Linked DNA regions of Sus scrofa: region 1 is linked to region 2. The links are chromatin contacts, called in public promoter capture Hi-C maps. All regions are on one chromosome and are shown on one strand. Each heading gives the region's core, a stretch centred on a gene start, on an enhancer-like site or on the middle of the called end of the contact. The rest is flanking DNA. Distances are from core to core; before and after follow the strand shown.

Region 1 (7,784 bases), core at 41-2,540, 1.2 Mb before region 2:
TCTGTCAGAAAGGGTCCCTTGCAATTTACAAGGGAAAAAAATTAAAAGCAGATTATCTCATTTTTTTTTTCTAGCTTACACTTGGATTGTGCATTATATCACTGGGCGACAACGAAGCCTAGATGCTCCCTCAAGAATAGGGAAGAGTTTAGTCTCCACATCTTCCAGAGTGCTAACTTCAACGACTATTTACTGCCCTGGAAAATACAGTCTGAATACTGTAGCGTGAACAGCTATACAAAATACGGAAGTTTCAAACATGTACCGATACGGAAAAGAATAAAAGTTGAGAAATGACTGAGAACTAAATCTCGCGTATAGTTACTCAATTCACAGATGTGCAACCGACAGGGGTATCCAAAAAAATCACCTGCAGGTGGTTCTTACAACAAGCCCTTCCCAACAACTGCCTACGAAACGGCGTCGTGAAGAAAACATTTTCACTCGTTTTTGAAATGAATGAGTCAACTCCTGGACGTGAAAGGCCCCTACAAGTTTCAATACCCGAGAGAACAAAGGGGCGGACAGCGCGGGGTGTCGCCCCGAGAATGACAAGAGGCGGCAAATAGCCTCCACCGGGCTCAGCGCGAGACTGTTCACGAGCGACCGCCCCGGGATGTAGGTCGTGGGCCGCCGCTCTCGGGACCCCGGGAATCCCTCGAAGGGCCTGGCCCAGGGGAACTGCAAGAAAATCCGCGACCCTTTTAACTCTCGAGCGCCAAAAAAGGAGGAAAACCGCGACCCCTCTCCCCTGAGAGCAGCAAACCCAGGCCAAGTGCCAGGCCCCCAGGCTGGGCACAGCGCGTCCCGGCGTCTTGGGGACGAGCAGAGGCGGGCAGGCCAGGCCGGGCGCTTCAAGAGGAAGGCCTGCTCAGACCCCCGGGGGAGGGGCGGCCAGCGGCCCAAGCACAGCAGCCGAGGCCCTCCTCCCGCCCAGGCTCACCACATCGGTCACCGCGGGCCGAGCCAGCGCCGGGGGTACCGCGCGGCCGCCTCTTGCACTACCACGCACCTGCCCTGTCCCCCATCCGGACCCAACCCCAGCCCGCCCCTTGGGCGGAGGGCCCTATGCCGGCCTCCGCCTGCCTTAGGCAAGGATACGAAGTACACCGAGAGGAAGATGAGCGCGCAACAGTCGAGGAGCGAGAAAACGAACACCACCGCCTCCATCCTCCTCCTCCTTCTCGGCCGCCGCCGTTGCCGCGCCTCTCCTTCCGTCAAACCCGCTCTGGGGCCCAGAAGCAGCCGGGCCTCGCCCCGCCCCGCCCCTGATAGGCCCTTGCTCCGGCCTGTCGGGGCGAGTAGTTCACCTCCCCGGGGTGCGGCATGCCGGGAGTTGTAGTCCTTTAAAAAAAACTACAGCCATAATTCTGATGCATGCTGGGAAATGTAGTTCTGAAGTTTGAATACCTATCAAAGAAGTGGGTGGGCTTTCTATCCTAAATCTGATTAAGGAGTATTTTCTGAACGCTTGTAATCTTCTGGATGCCCCGTATAATTTCTCTGGTATGCGCTAAGTTTTCTTTTTGTCTTTTTAGGGCTGCACCCACAGAGTATGGAAGTTCCCTGGCTAGGGGTCAATTGGAGTGCTGCTGTGGCCTACACCACAGTCACAGCGAGGCCAGATCCAAGCTCAGTCTGGGACTTACACTGCAGCTCTCGAAACGCAGGATCCTTAACCCACTGAGCCAGGCAGGGATGGAACCAGCATGCTCAGGATACCAGTCGGGTTGGTTTCTGCTGAGCCGCAACAGGAACTCCCTAAATTTTCTTTAGACTACACTCTAGACCTGGGGGATCCCCTGACTTGGGAATGGTAAGAGGTTTTTTTAATCTCAAATTTCACATCTAACTTCAACACTCTTGGCTTGGCAGTTGAGACTTGTCCTTTCTGATCCAGTTTCTCTGGAGATTTCACAATCTCTTGCTTATTCTCTGTTACGACAATGTTTCCACTCTAGAATTTAGCTTCTTTAAAAACTGAATGTGTTGTCATCTATTCACTTAACACTTATTTACCGACTCCACCCCTATTATAGTCCAAGAACTGCTCTAAACTCCAGAGATACAGAGATGAGTAAGGCAGAGAAAATGCTGCTCTTATCCGGTGGGTAGGTGGGAGGATTAGGTAATAAATTAGCAACTAAATATGGAGAAAAGATCATTTCACAGGGTTATAAGCTCTATGAACAATATATCAAAGTCATATATTTATTCAACCAGTATTTTCTGAGCAGCTAGTATATGCCAGGTACTGGAACTTAGAGATAAAGAATGAGTAAAAAAGAAAAAAAAAATCCCTACATTCCTGTAGTTATTTTACAGTGGGGGAGACAGACACATACACACATGCGATCATACATACATCCATCCATAAATATCTGTGACAGGCAGTTATAGTATTTGAAGATGGGGAAGTCTTCTCAGATTGGAGACTGACTGATCAGAGAAGGCCAAGCTGAGGAACTGACATTTAAGTTGAAATCTGAACAATAGCTATGTAAGAGTTTGTGGGCAGAGTGTTTCAGACAGTACAAAGATCCCAGCTGCTCACAGGAACTTTGTGTGTTGAAGGAACAGAAAAAAAGTCAATGTGGCTGAAGTACAATAAATAACAGTGAGTTTTGAGAGAATGTCAGAGGTGGGCAAGGAAAGGTTGCATGGGATCCCTGGCAAGGAGTTTAACTTTTATTCTAATATGATGATAAATTGCTGGGGAGCTTTAGGTATATAAGTACCTTGATCTGATTTCCATTTTAAAAATATCCTTCTGTTTGGTGCACAAAATGTTTCCAAGGGTGACAAGTTTGTCTGCAGGATGACCACTTAGGAGAGAAGAGGATAAATAGGGAGGATAAATTAGTGTGAATGCAAACCAACTGGGTTTGTCCAACACAGCATAGGTTCATGGGATCATAAAGGGTTCATAGGTTAAAGCTAGGTGGACTGCTACCAGATTAGAGACTGGCTGTCATTACACTCCCACTGGACCTTGTACATACCTCTATCAGAGCACTCATTAACTGTCTTCCTTACATGCCTCACCCTCTATGCCTTAAATTAAAATAAAAATAACATTTTGTTAGCTTTTGTATCCCCAGTATCTTCTATCCTGCAAATAGCTGGTGTTTGATAAATGTTTGCCAAATGAATGACCCATACTGACTACAGGAGAGATTTTATCGAAATTAGTCCAGATTTTATTAACATAAACCTTATCTCACATACGTTTCTCTTGAGTTGGAACAGAAAACATAGGCTATCCAATATTCTCTATCTGCTATTTTATCATGAGTGAATAAAAAAAATGGCTCCATAATCAAGGGTTAGAATTACCTAATGAAGATAGCCTTTGTCTCATCTACTTGAAAACTTAAAACATGGTTGCAATGCCAAAACTGTGGAATGCAAAATTTAAGACAGGGAAATAATCAGGATTAAAAAAACAGTTAGTGGAGAGTTTCCACTGTGGCACAGCAGGTTAAGAATCCAGCATTGCTGCAGCTGTACACAGGTCACTGCTGTGGCTTGGATTCAGTCACTGGCCCAGGCACTCCCATGCCGCTGGTGTGGCCAAAAAAAACCCAACGACAACAACCCAATTAGTGGGTGTGTGCGTGCGTGCGTGCGTGTGTGTGTGTGTGTGTGTGTGTGTGTGTGCGAACACGCATTAGAGAATGAGAGAGAGAGACCAAGATTTGCGGTTTAAAATACATATCATATTTCAAAAGTAGAAATTGAACTGTTTCCATTTCCAGTCTGGCATGTGGCTTGGAAGCTACCACTAGGTCCTGATAACAAATAAAATTCAAAGAAACTGAAAAATAAGCTCTTCTTAGGTCCATCAGAGAAGTGAGATCATTGCTCCAAAAATGGGACAGACAAGCCAATACAGAGGAGCACAGCTTACCAGAGCAGAAACACACTAGCAGAAAACCCCATGGAACCAGTACTGGATTAGGAAAACCTGGACTATAATTGATGAGAAGGTGGAGGCTCAGTGTGGACAAGCCTGAATATAAAACCTCAGGGAGTTCCCTTCTTCGATCAGTAGATTGAGAACCCAACTAGTATCTGTGAACATGCAAGTTTGATTCCTGCCCTAGCTCAGTGGATTAAGGATCCCACATTGCCATGAGCCATGGTGTAGGTCACAGACACAGTTTGGAACCCGCATTGCTGTGACTATGGCATAGGCTGGCAGCTGTAGCTCCAATTTGACCCCTAACCTGGGAACTTCCATATGCCATGGGTTCGGCCCTAAAAAGACTCCCCCCCCCCCAAAAAAAAAATCCCTTGGGGAGAGGGTGCAGGGGGAAGGTGAGAGCTTACACTTGTGAGTCTTGCCTCCTATAGTTCTTACCTCCTGTAGTTCTACCAGTCCACAAGAAATCCACTTTAAATAGAAAAGCGCATATGGATTAAAAGTAAAGGGATGGAGAGTTCTCATCGTGGCTCAGGGGAAACGAATCCGACTAGGAACCATGAGGTTGTGGGTTCGATCCCTGGCCTTGCTCAGTGGGTTAAGAATCTGGCATTGCCATGAGCTGTGGTGTAGGTCTAACAAGGGGATAGGGTTGGAGAAAGCTATACTATGCTAACACTAATCAAAAGAAAGCAGGAGAAGCTACAGTAATTTCAGACAGAGCAGTCTTCAGGCCAAAAAATAATTATCAGGGATAAGAAAGAGCACTGCATGATGGTAAAAATTAAATTTGTCAAGAAAACACAACAATCTCTAATGTGTATATGCCTAAAAACAGAGCGTCAAAATGTGTGAGACAAAAATTGACAGAACTGCAAGGAGAAAGAAATGAATCCACTATTACAGTTGGTGACTTCAAGAATTCTCTAACAAATAGATACAGCAGGCAGAAAATCCGTAAGGACATGGCTGAGTTCAACAATACCATCAACCCACTGTATGTCATTGACATCTAGGACAAGTGGATACAACAACAGAATGAGTATTTTTCTTAAACTGAACAGTTCCCTCACTTGCTAGATGGCTTCCTTCAATTGATTCCAGAGAAAGGATACACAGTTGTAAGGATATATGGAGGCCTAGTATTTCTAAGACTAGCTTTGTTCTAGTTCTACTGTGATTGATAGTTTGAGTTAGTTCAGAATCATAGGTGGAAAATTGTTTTGTTTTTTGTTTTTCTTTTCTTTTTTGGCCACCCCTTGGCATGTGGAGTTCCAAGACCAGGGATCAGATCTGAGCCACAGTTGCAAACTGAGGCACAGCTGCAGCAACGATGCCAGAGTTGGAACCTGCATCCCAGTGCTTCAGAAATGCCACTCATCCTGTTGCACCACAGTGGGAACTGCTGTTGAATATTATTTTGACAGCATTGATCCACTGTCTTCTAGCTTGTATTAGTGCACATGTTGAAAATTTTGCGTCATTCTGAAGGTTGTTTTTTTTTTTTTTTTTTGGCCTTGTCTATGGCATATGGAAGTTCCCAAGTGGGGGATCAAACCCACACCACAGCAGCAACCAAGCCACTGCAGTGACAATGCCAGATCCTCAACCTGTTGTGCCACAAGAAAGCTCCTAAATTTCTTTTTTTCTTTTTTTTTTTTTTTTTTATCTTTTTAGGGCTGCACCCAGGCATATGGAGGTTCCCAGCTAGGGGTCGAATTGGAGCTGTAACTGCTGGCCTACACCACAGCCTCAGCAACTTGGTAACCAAGCCATGACTGTGACCTACACCACAGCTCACGGCAACGTCAGATCCTTAACCCACTGAGCCAGGCCAGGGATTGAACTCAAGTCCTCAAGGATGCTTGTTGGGTTCATTAACCGCTGAGCCATGATGGGAACTCCCTAAAATTCTTGATACTATGGATGTATCCTATTTGTTCTCCCTGGAAGATTTATGATATTCCTTTAGCCCTGACATTCTCAGATGTCATGACAACATATCTTTGTCATTATGCTAGGCACTTGGTGGACTCGTTACACATAAATACTCATGCTTTCAGTTCTAATAAATTTCAAGGGTTGCTTCTTTGATTTTTTTTTTTGGGGGGGATGCTTTTCTAGGGCTGCACCCGCAGCATATGGAGTTTCTCAGGCTTGGGGTCTAATCAGAGCTGTAGCCATGGGCCTAAGCCAGAGCCATGGAACGTCAGATTCCTACACCACAGCTCACAGGAACGCCAGATCCTTAACCCACTGAGTGAGGCCAGGGATCAAACCCACAACCTCGTGGTTCCTAGGTGGATTTGTTAACCACTGAGCCATGACAGGAACTCCAATTATAATTATTTTTTAATTTCTGTTTTCTCCCTTCTAGGTTCATAAAGCTTCTTTTAGTTATACATTGAAACCTCCTAGATTAGGGATATTTTTCTCTTTTATTTCCATCCCTGTGTACTTTTGTTTTGTTTTACTTTCTATAGGAATTCCTCAAATTTACCTTATAAACCTTCAAATGAAATCTATACTACTATCTTTTTAATTTAAAGAGATCCCTTTTGCTTTCTGATTGTTCTTTTTTATAACATCCTTTTCTTATTTCAGTCATACAGAATTTCTCATTTCTAGAAGGATATAAATTTTGGTACTCTTGAAATATTCTTTTGCTTTGTTCATTGTCTCTATTTTCTCTAATATTTTCCCCATCACTTTCTTTTTTTCCATAGTTCATGTTGGAGACTACCTGCAAACAAACTTTGATTCCCCCCGCCTTTTTTTTGGTCTCTTTAGCACTGCACCCAAGGCATATGGACGTTCCCAGGCTAGGGTTCGAATCGGAGCTGCAGCTGCTGGTCTACGCCACAGCCACAGCACCAAAGGATCCAAGCCATGTCTGTGACCTACACCACAGCTCATGGCAACACCAGATCCTTTAACCCACTAAGTGAGGCTAGGCATCAGCCCCTCCTCCTCATGCATGCTAGTTGTGTTACCACTGAGCCACAATGGGAACTTCCAAATTTGGTCTTTGACCATCTCTTTATATGTTAAATCTAAAAACCACTAGAAAGGGCTTGGGAAGCTCAGTGTGGATGGGCAGGGCTAGTGGATCAATAGTTTCACTGTGCTTTGATCAGTGGTGGCCTAGTTGATCTGTGCATGATGCTCACCTCCTTGGAAGGGATCTTCTCCCTAAGGCCCTTCAGTTATTGCAGGAAAGAATCCGAGCTCTTGACTGCAGGGGTAAAGCCAGGCTGCCAGGGTTCTGAGACACAAATGGGGAAATGAAGCTGGGGTTTCATGTTTGAAGACTTTCACTTAAACTTTCTGTTTTCAGTGGTGTGCCTCCTTTCTGTCTCTACTATGTCTAGTTAGTACAATAAAGGAAGGGAAAAACTACTTATGGACTGGAAAAGAGAAAATTAATTTTGTCTAGTAGAGTATCTTAACAAGGTTGTAGAACCCAAAATCAGTGCACAAAAATCAACTGCATTTTACATACTACAAAACTAATAGTTAGCAATAAAATTTTTAAAACAGTACCACTTACAATATCACCAAAAAAGCATGGAATATTGGAGTTCCCGTTGTGGCTCAGTGGTTAATGAATCTGACTAGGAACCATGAGGTTGCGGGTTCAATCCCTGGCCTTGCTCAGTGGGTTAAGGACTTGGCGTTCCCGTGAGCTGTGGTGTAGGTCACAGATGCGGCTCGGATCTGGCGTTGTTGTGGCTCTGGCGTAGATGGGTGGCTACAGTTCCAATTAGACCCCTAGTCTGGGACCTCCATATGTCACGGGTGCGGCCCTAAAAAGGACAAAAAAAAAAATGCATGGAATATTTAGGAATTAATCTAATAA
Region 2 (7,495 bases), core at 3,002-5,501:
TCCAGAAAGCACATCGCACAGTGAATGACTGAGGACGACCGTGTGTGTCAACGACTGAAGACAGACTACACGTAAATCGTCAACACCGAGAGGAGGGACTGCGTACCCAGGACTCAGCCAAGTGCCGAGGACAAAGCACATGCTCCAAATGCTTCGCTGAGTGAGATAATACCAACATTTCAAATATCTTAGCAGAATATTACATTTCTAACAGAAATGATCTTCTCCTCTGCCTTCTAAGTCAGCGATCTGCAAGTGTTTTCTTTTTTCTTTTTTTTTTTTTTTTTTGTCTTTTTGCTATTTCTTTGGGCCGCTCCTGTGGCATATGGAGGTTCCCAGGCTAGGGGTCGAATCGGAGCTGTAGCCACCGGCCTACGCCAGAGCCACAGCAACTCGGGATCCGAGCCGAGTCTGCAGCCTACACCACAGCTCACGGCAACGCCAGATCGTTAACCCACTGAGCAAGGGCAGGGACTGAACCCGCAACCTCATGGTTCCTAGTTGGATTCGTTAACCACTGCGTCACGATGGGAACTCCTGCAAGCTTTTTCTGTAGAGGGCCCGAAAATAAATATTTCAGGCCTTGTGGGTCATGAGGTCTCCCTTGGGACTACTTAACCCTACTGTCTAGAGGAAAGGCAGTGCTAGACAATAGGTAAAGAAGGCGGGCCGGGCACTACTAAACTTTATTTATAAAAGCAAGGAGTGGGCCCATCAGCAGAATACAGTCTGCCGACCTCTGGTCTAAGCCATACCTTTATTTCAACTCCAGCTCAAATCCTTTCTTCTCCTGAACACTCCGAAGGCTCTTTCAGGGCACAGGGATCTCTGCCTGCTCAGAGCTCCATTTACACACTACCTGGCTGACAAACAACATCCACACGTGACGCTTTGCGCAGCCTCTTGTTCGGCTGTAATCAATACCCTGACTCTTTAACCAGGATTGTTTTAGCCTCTCTGGGACTCACTTAGTGATCTAAAATTGAAGACCCAGTTTAGATAATGTACTCCTTAACATCTCAAGTTGTTTATAAGTTTACAAAGAATCTAAGGTGAAGGACAGTGTGCTCCACACTCGTGCACTGTGCATGGCCCTAAAAAAGAACCCTGTCTCCAAAGATGGCTCAATCTACGCCTGTGGAGGCTGACTAAAACCTACCTGCAAATTTTTGAAGCAGCAGGGCCAGTGATGACGCCATAGTAGTTAAAAGAGACAGGAGCTGTGGCTTTTAATGGGTTCCTATGAAACCAATGTGTCATTTTCTCCAGATGCTTTTGCCTACGGACAAAAAAGAAATGTATAAAAATTAAAACACCTTTGCTATAATGATACTAAAACAATACTTTTATTTTTTTTAATTTTTATTTACTTATTTATTTTTTTACTTTTTAGGGCTGCACCTACAGCATATGGAGGTTCCCAGGCTAGGGGTCTAATCAGAGCTGTAGCCACTGGCCTACACCACAGCCACAGCAACACCAGATCCAAGCTGCGTCTGCAACCTACACCACAGCTTGCGGCAACACGAGATCCTTAACGCACTGAGCGAGGCCAGGGATCGAACCCACAACCTCATGGTTCCCAGTCAGATTCATTTCCATTGTGCCACAACGGGAACTCCTAAAACAATACTTTTAAAGATAAAAGTTTAAAGTTACTACAGAATATACACATTTTAATATAAGTATATATGAGACATATACATAAATAAAATACTTCATTGCTCTAAGTCAGTCTGGTTTTAGTTGCCTATTTATAGCAGCCTATGTTTAGATTAAAAAAAAAAAAAAAACCCCAGCATTTGGAAATGTGCTCAGAGTAACTGCAATGTTAAATATACTAAAGCAGTGATGATTAAACCTTAACGTACATAAAAATCACCACGGTAGGGGGTAGGGGTTCTTGTTAAAATGCAGCCTCTGATTCAACAGTCTAGGGTAGGACCTGAGCTGGTGATGCTGCTGGTCCCTAAACTACAGCTCTGAGTAGCACAGTACTAGACTGTGGCTGGACAGCTGCAAATAAGAACACAGGACCAGAGAATATAATTCCAAAACAGGTTCAAATGGTGCCCTTTATTTAGACTGCTAAGGTTACCTGAAAGAAATGGGTTTAAAATTAACTGTATTTTCTACAAGACACTGCAGATGCCAAGTTGTAGCATGTGTGCTATAATAAATATGCTTTCCACAGAACAGCTAATAAGAGTTTAATGACAAAAACAAGCACATAATGCTCGGTCAATAATGTCTCTTCCAAACACCAAAATATCTGGAAAACTACCTTAGTGAAATGCCAACTTAAAAAATTGAATCCCACACCTTTTAGTTCAAAAAAAAAAGAAAGGAGTATGTCACTTGTTTAAAGTCTTTGGGTAGACAAAGAAGATAATACAGGACAGTCTAACTGAAGATTTAAACATGGCGAGTGGATTCCAGCAAGTAAGAGCCTAGAAATCTGAAGGCATTATACAATGTCGTTCATTGACTTTTCTTACTGGGAAAAGGCTGCACGGTGTAAAAAATACCTACTTTATTCATTTATTTATTTATGTCTTTTTTTAGGGCTGCAGCTGTGGCATATGGAAGTTTCCAGGCTAGGGTTCCAATAGGAGCTGTAGCTGCCGGCCTACACCACAGCCACAGCAACAGCAGATCCAGGGCTGTGACCTACACTACAACTCATGGCAACGCTGGATCTTTGACCCACTCAGCGAGGCCAGGGATCAAATCCACGTCCTCATGCACCCGGTTGTTACCGCTGACCAGGACGGAAACTCCAAAATACCTACTTTAAACATCTCCCTTACCATATTTATTCAAAGCGAAACCGGTTTTGGAGAGCACCAGGTACTTAAGAAAGAGAAAATGCATTGCGTATTCAACGAAAAATTGAGCAAGTTCATTTACGACTCAAAACGTTTAAGGTTCTTCAAAAACATATAACCTTCTAAACAATATCCATATAAACTTCCTTTATCACCTAAGTAAACTAATACACCATCTCTGCGCACATAAAACCAAGCCTTCTAGTGATAATGGCACACAATACTCTTGATTGTGACAACAAATTTTCTACAAGTACTCTTTGAAGGCGACCTCCCATGTCCTGGATGAGGATGTCTGAAGTTCTGAAAATCTTAACCTCAGCAACGCAGGGGTGGGTACCGTGCTCTCCGCCCCGTCGGATCCCTCGGGGTCAGAGATCCGACTCCAGTGTTCGACCTTTCCGAGGGTGGGTGGAAGGACGACACACCCACCTGCAGGTGTGACGGAGCCTCTACAGCCACCAGCACAAGAGTCGGATCGAGGCTGCCACCTAACCCGCCTCTTCCCGAGGAATCCGATTACTGATACGGGTCCACCCACTCAGGAGACCCTGGGTCTCCCGAGGAACCTACCTCAGTGCCGCCCCCGAGGCTCGGAACCTCCACTTCCTGTTTACCACCCAGCCTCTTCCTCCGGTGCCCCTTCCGCCTTAACGTAGGAGTTGCGCAGGCGCACACCCTAGCGTGCCCTGCCTGAGCAGACATTTTTGTGGAAAGCCGATACTATCTACCCGAAAGAGGCAAGCAGAAGGCGATTAGGCAACCCCCCATTTAGCTTGTAAGATCCCCGTGTTAGTGGAAACGCGGACAACAGGATTCGGCAAACCTAGATGTTTATAGCATTGATTAGCGGGACCAGTACGGATTTTTTCTCATTTGTTTCAAGGATACTTTGGGGACCACAATCCGGGAGTCTGTAGAGATGGTGTAAAAGGAGGTGATCCTATAGGTTGGGACTCCGTGGAGACAACAGGGGTAGGGATAGCACTGGCAACATCCATCCTCATGACAAACTTACCGGATCTCTCGGAGTCTGCACAGTAGCCCTTCTGAGGGAAGAAAGGCAATATCCGAGTCCTAAAACGAAAAGGGGTGGGAGTCGGGACTACCGAACTAGAGCGACGGGAAACCAGGCCTGCGCGAGCTGGGTCACGTGGCACGACAGCCATGACAGCTACCGAGGCGGCAGTAGCACGGTGCTTAGGGGCGGGGACGGCCGCATTGGGGCAGCCCCCTTACGACACTCAGTTCCTCATCCATTTCTTAGATACTCCTCTAAGGGCGTTCCTCTTGAGCTCGGTCTCTCCTCCAGAGACGAAGAGCGGAGCTAGCAGAGCCTCCCGAGCGCAGCAAGAATGCCACGATAGCAATGGCTGCCGCTCGGGGGCGCGGGGCGGCCTCAACCTAACGCGGGGGCGGGGCCTCGGAGGCGGGGCCTCGGCGGGGCGGCCTCCTCAGAGCCGCAAAGTTTGGCTGTGGCGGCAAATGGGCTTGGGCGGCTCCTTGGCGGGTGGCGGCGGTGGCCGTAGCGGTTCCTCCCGGCCCTGTTAATGTCGGGGCCAGGCCCGGGGAGGATGGCGCCCTAGAGCCCGGCCTTGCTGGGGCAGGGGCGGGAGGGGACGGGGTGGGCACCGGCCATGTCGGAGGTGACCCGGAGCCTGCTGCAGCGCTGGGGCGCCAGCTTCAGGCGAGGCGCCGACTTCGACTCCTGGGGCCAGCTGGTGGAGGCGATAGACGAATATCAGATGTGAGTGCCCCGCGGCGGAGCGGCCCGGGCGGGCTCGGCGGCCGCCCCTTCCCCTGGCGGCGTCTCTCCGCACTTTCTGCAGCCTGGGCTTCGCAGGGCGGGGCCCCGCAGCCCTGGCCCCGGGGACGGCGGTCCGCCCTCCGCCTCCGCAGGGCCAGTTCCGTGCAACAGGTAGCCCTTCTTTGCCGGGCGCCGGCCCTGAGGGCCAGTCCTTAGTTCCTTCCACCGTCTCGCGGATCCCCGCTCTGCAGCCAGTTCCCTTTCCTGCTTTTTTCCGCTTCTCCGGGTGGCCGCCCCTCGGCTTCTCTGGGAGTCTCTGTGGAATACTCGTGTGAGGGGCCTTGCTCCGCGTACCGTGCCCGCCTCCTCGCGTGGGTGGGACAGACGGGCACTGCTGGCGGCGGACCGAGGGGGTGTCCCCAGGAAGCAGCGAGGCGGGAGGTGTCTCATCAGCTGGGAGGAAGGTCCCCTCTCGCGCCCCTTCTCCACCCCTCTTTCTGGTGAGCCGTGTTTTCCCAATTCACCTCGATTCTGTTTCGGTTTCTGGGACTGTTATTTGCTGGGCGGTGTCAGTCCCACCCGCCCCCTCGCTCGGTGGCTCTGGGTGGAGTCCGCGCAGGATGTGAACAGAAGAGAGCAAAATGTGAATTAATAGACTACGCGCAGGAGCCACCACTCCCTCTTTGGGTCCCTCCTCCTTTTCCTGTGTATGATGTGTAGCCGTAGGGTACACGCGAGCACCAGGTTCTTTGATCCACCGAAATCCAACTTCTTTCCCTTTCTGGTTGCCTCCCAAAACTTAAGGGATGTTTTTAAAATTAAAAGAGAAAGTTTGCGTATGCATAAAACGTTGCCCTTTTCTAGCACATTTCGCTGAAAATAAGAACTGCCTGCTAAATTGCTATTGTTTGCAAACTGTTGCCATCAATTACTTCTCAGTTTTAAAGAAAGTTATCGTTTAAAACCATGTAGTAAAATCTTCCCCCGCCCAGTGTTTTTTGGAAAGAATACAGGAGTAGTGCTTGGAAGATCTCAACCCTTTATTCTTTGCAGTAGTTGTCTACAGTAGTTAATCGGACCGCTAAAGATAATTTAAAATCAGTTCCACCTCATCTTACTGCCTTGGAATTGCCTGTAGGTTTAAAAAGCCCTGCAACCCATCGTACTCTGGGAACTTTTGCCTTGTGTAACAACTGCTGGCGTTTGTTTTACACTTCAGTTGATTTCACTTGCTCTTGCGAAGGCTCAGGGAGGATAATAATATTATTCCTATTTTGCAAATGAGGAAACTGAAAGCTCAGGCTAATAGGATTACCTAGGGTCACAGAACTATACCACTGAAGTCTGGGGTTTTTTTTTGTTGTTATTAAGTTCCAAATTCTGGCAGCTCTACTGTGGATGTATAAGACATTTTATTTACGAGGTGGAAGTAAATTGAACCAATTAAATGTCCTTCATCATAGAGAAGGATCCTTCCAGACCGTAGCCAGTTAGGCAGGGAGCATCTCTGTACTTGTTGTGTGTGTTAACCAGCAAATCCTGAAATCTAAAGCGGCCTCTCACGTGTGAAGGGGCGGGATTTCACAGCTGTTGGCGCTCAGCAGCAGCCCTCCCAATGGAAAGAATACCATGTCCAATTGAAATTACAAAGGAAAATTGAATATGCAAGCTGTTTAGCTGGAATTTCTAGAAACATCTCAATAAGAGAGTAATAGGCTTGGACAAATCCATTGTTGAACCTCAGTTACTAAATTTGGAACTGCCTGATTCAGAGTAGTTCTCAAATTATTATGTAAACCACCTGCATCAAATTTGAGGAGAAGTATATAATGATTGGCTTAAACTTCGTGGACGTACAGGCTATATGTAAAATGAGGTTGACTTTAAAATTAACATATTCAGGGAGTTCCCGTTGTGGCTCGGCTGGTAATGAACCCAGCTAGTATCCATGAGATGCAAGGTCGATTCCTGGACCTGCTCAGTGGGTTAAGGATCTGGTGTTGCCGTGAGCTTCGTCGCAGGTGGAAGACACAGCTCAGATCTGACATTGCTGTGGCTGTGGTGTAGGCTGGCAGCTGTAGCTCTGTTTAAACCCCTAGACTGGGAACTTCCATATGCCGCAGGTGCGGCCTAAAAAGAAAAACAAATAAGTAAAATTAACATACTCAAAAATGAAAGGCAAGTTCCCAGGCCAGGGATCAAATCTGAGCCACAGCTGCAGCAGCTCGGAATCCCCAACCTTCTGTGCAGGCTGCGGTCGGCTGCAGAGACAACGCTGGATCCTTAACCCCTGCACCGCAGTGGAAATGCCAAGTGTTTTTTTGTTTTGTTTTTGAATTGTCTGTGAGAAAGGCTGCAGAACGGGAGACCATTTGGGGGCCACCAAGTGATGTGAAAAAGAATGGACAGGATTTCACTCCTGTTTCACCCCTGACTGGATAATTGAGAGAGGAGGAGGAGTCTGGAGAACGGGTCTTTCTCAGCGGGGAGGCAGCGGTGTCTTTACAGTCATCCTGCGGGAGTGGATCACGGGATGGGGACGTTGGGGAGGCAGTGAACATGTCTGTATTCATCATAAGGTAAGAACAACTTCCAGTGTCATCCCTCAGCAAGTGAGAGCTGGGCAGGCAGAAATGAGGACGATTTGATTTCCGCCCTCAAAGCGCTGAGTCTCTGGCGGGCTTTGGAGCCCCCGGGTGTTGCTGCTGCAGAAGGGTGCCAAGAGCAAGTGCCCTGCTCCCGCCGTTTCCGTTTCCGGAAGCGCTTCCACCCTAAGGCCTCTGTCCTTTCTCTGAGCTGTGGTGCAGGTTGCAGATGGGGCTCGGATCCCACATTGCTGTGCTGTAGGCCGGCAGCTGTAGCTCATGTTGGACCCCTAGCCTGGGAACCTCCATATGCTGCAGGTGCAACCATTAAAAAT

The links. Promoter capture Hi-C pulls out the DNA fragments that hold promoters and counts their contacts.
Region 1: a promoter capture Hi-C map of liver shows a contact between it and region 2, with 9 times the contacts expected there. The contact joins the promoter of CNIH4 here to the promoter of AIDA in region 2. A contact is called at or near these places in 1 of 5 promoter capture datasets (liver) and 1 of 2 datasets of contacts at active chromatin or transcription factors (alveolar macrophages).

The regions. Positions count from the first base shown.
Region 1 is chr10:12,682,339-12,690,122 of Sscrofa11.1, reverse strand. It overlaps CNIH4 (protein cornichon homolog 4), which reads right to left and starts at 1,290. Exons shown (of 5, transcript XM_021064385.1): 1 at 1,102-1,290. The coding sequence starts at 1,170.
Region 2 is chr10:11,463,605-11,471,099 of Sscrofa11.1, reverse strand. AIDA (axin interactor, dorsalization-associated protein) reads left to right here and starts at 4,251. Exons shown (of 10, transcript XM_003130513.6): 1 at 4,251-4,575. The coding sequence starts at 4,466. BROX (BRO1 domain-containing protein BROX) reads right to left here and starts at 4,927. Exons shown (of 13, transcript XM_013980031.2): 1 at 3,847-4,927; 2 at 1,160-1,279. The coding sequence starts at 1,260.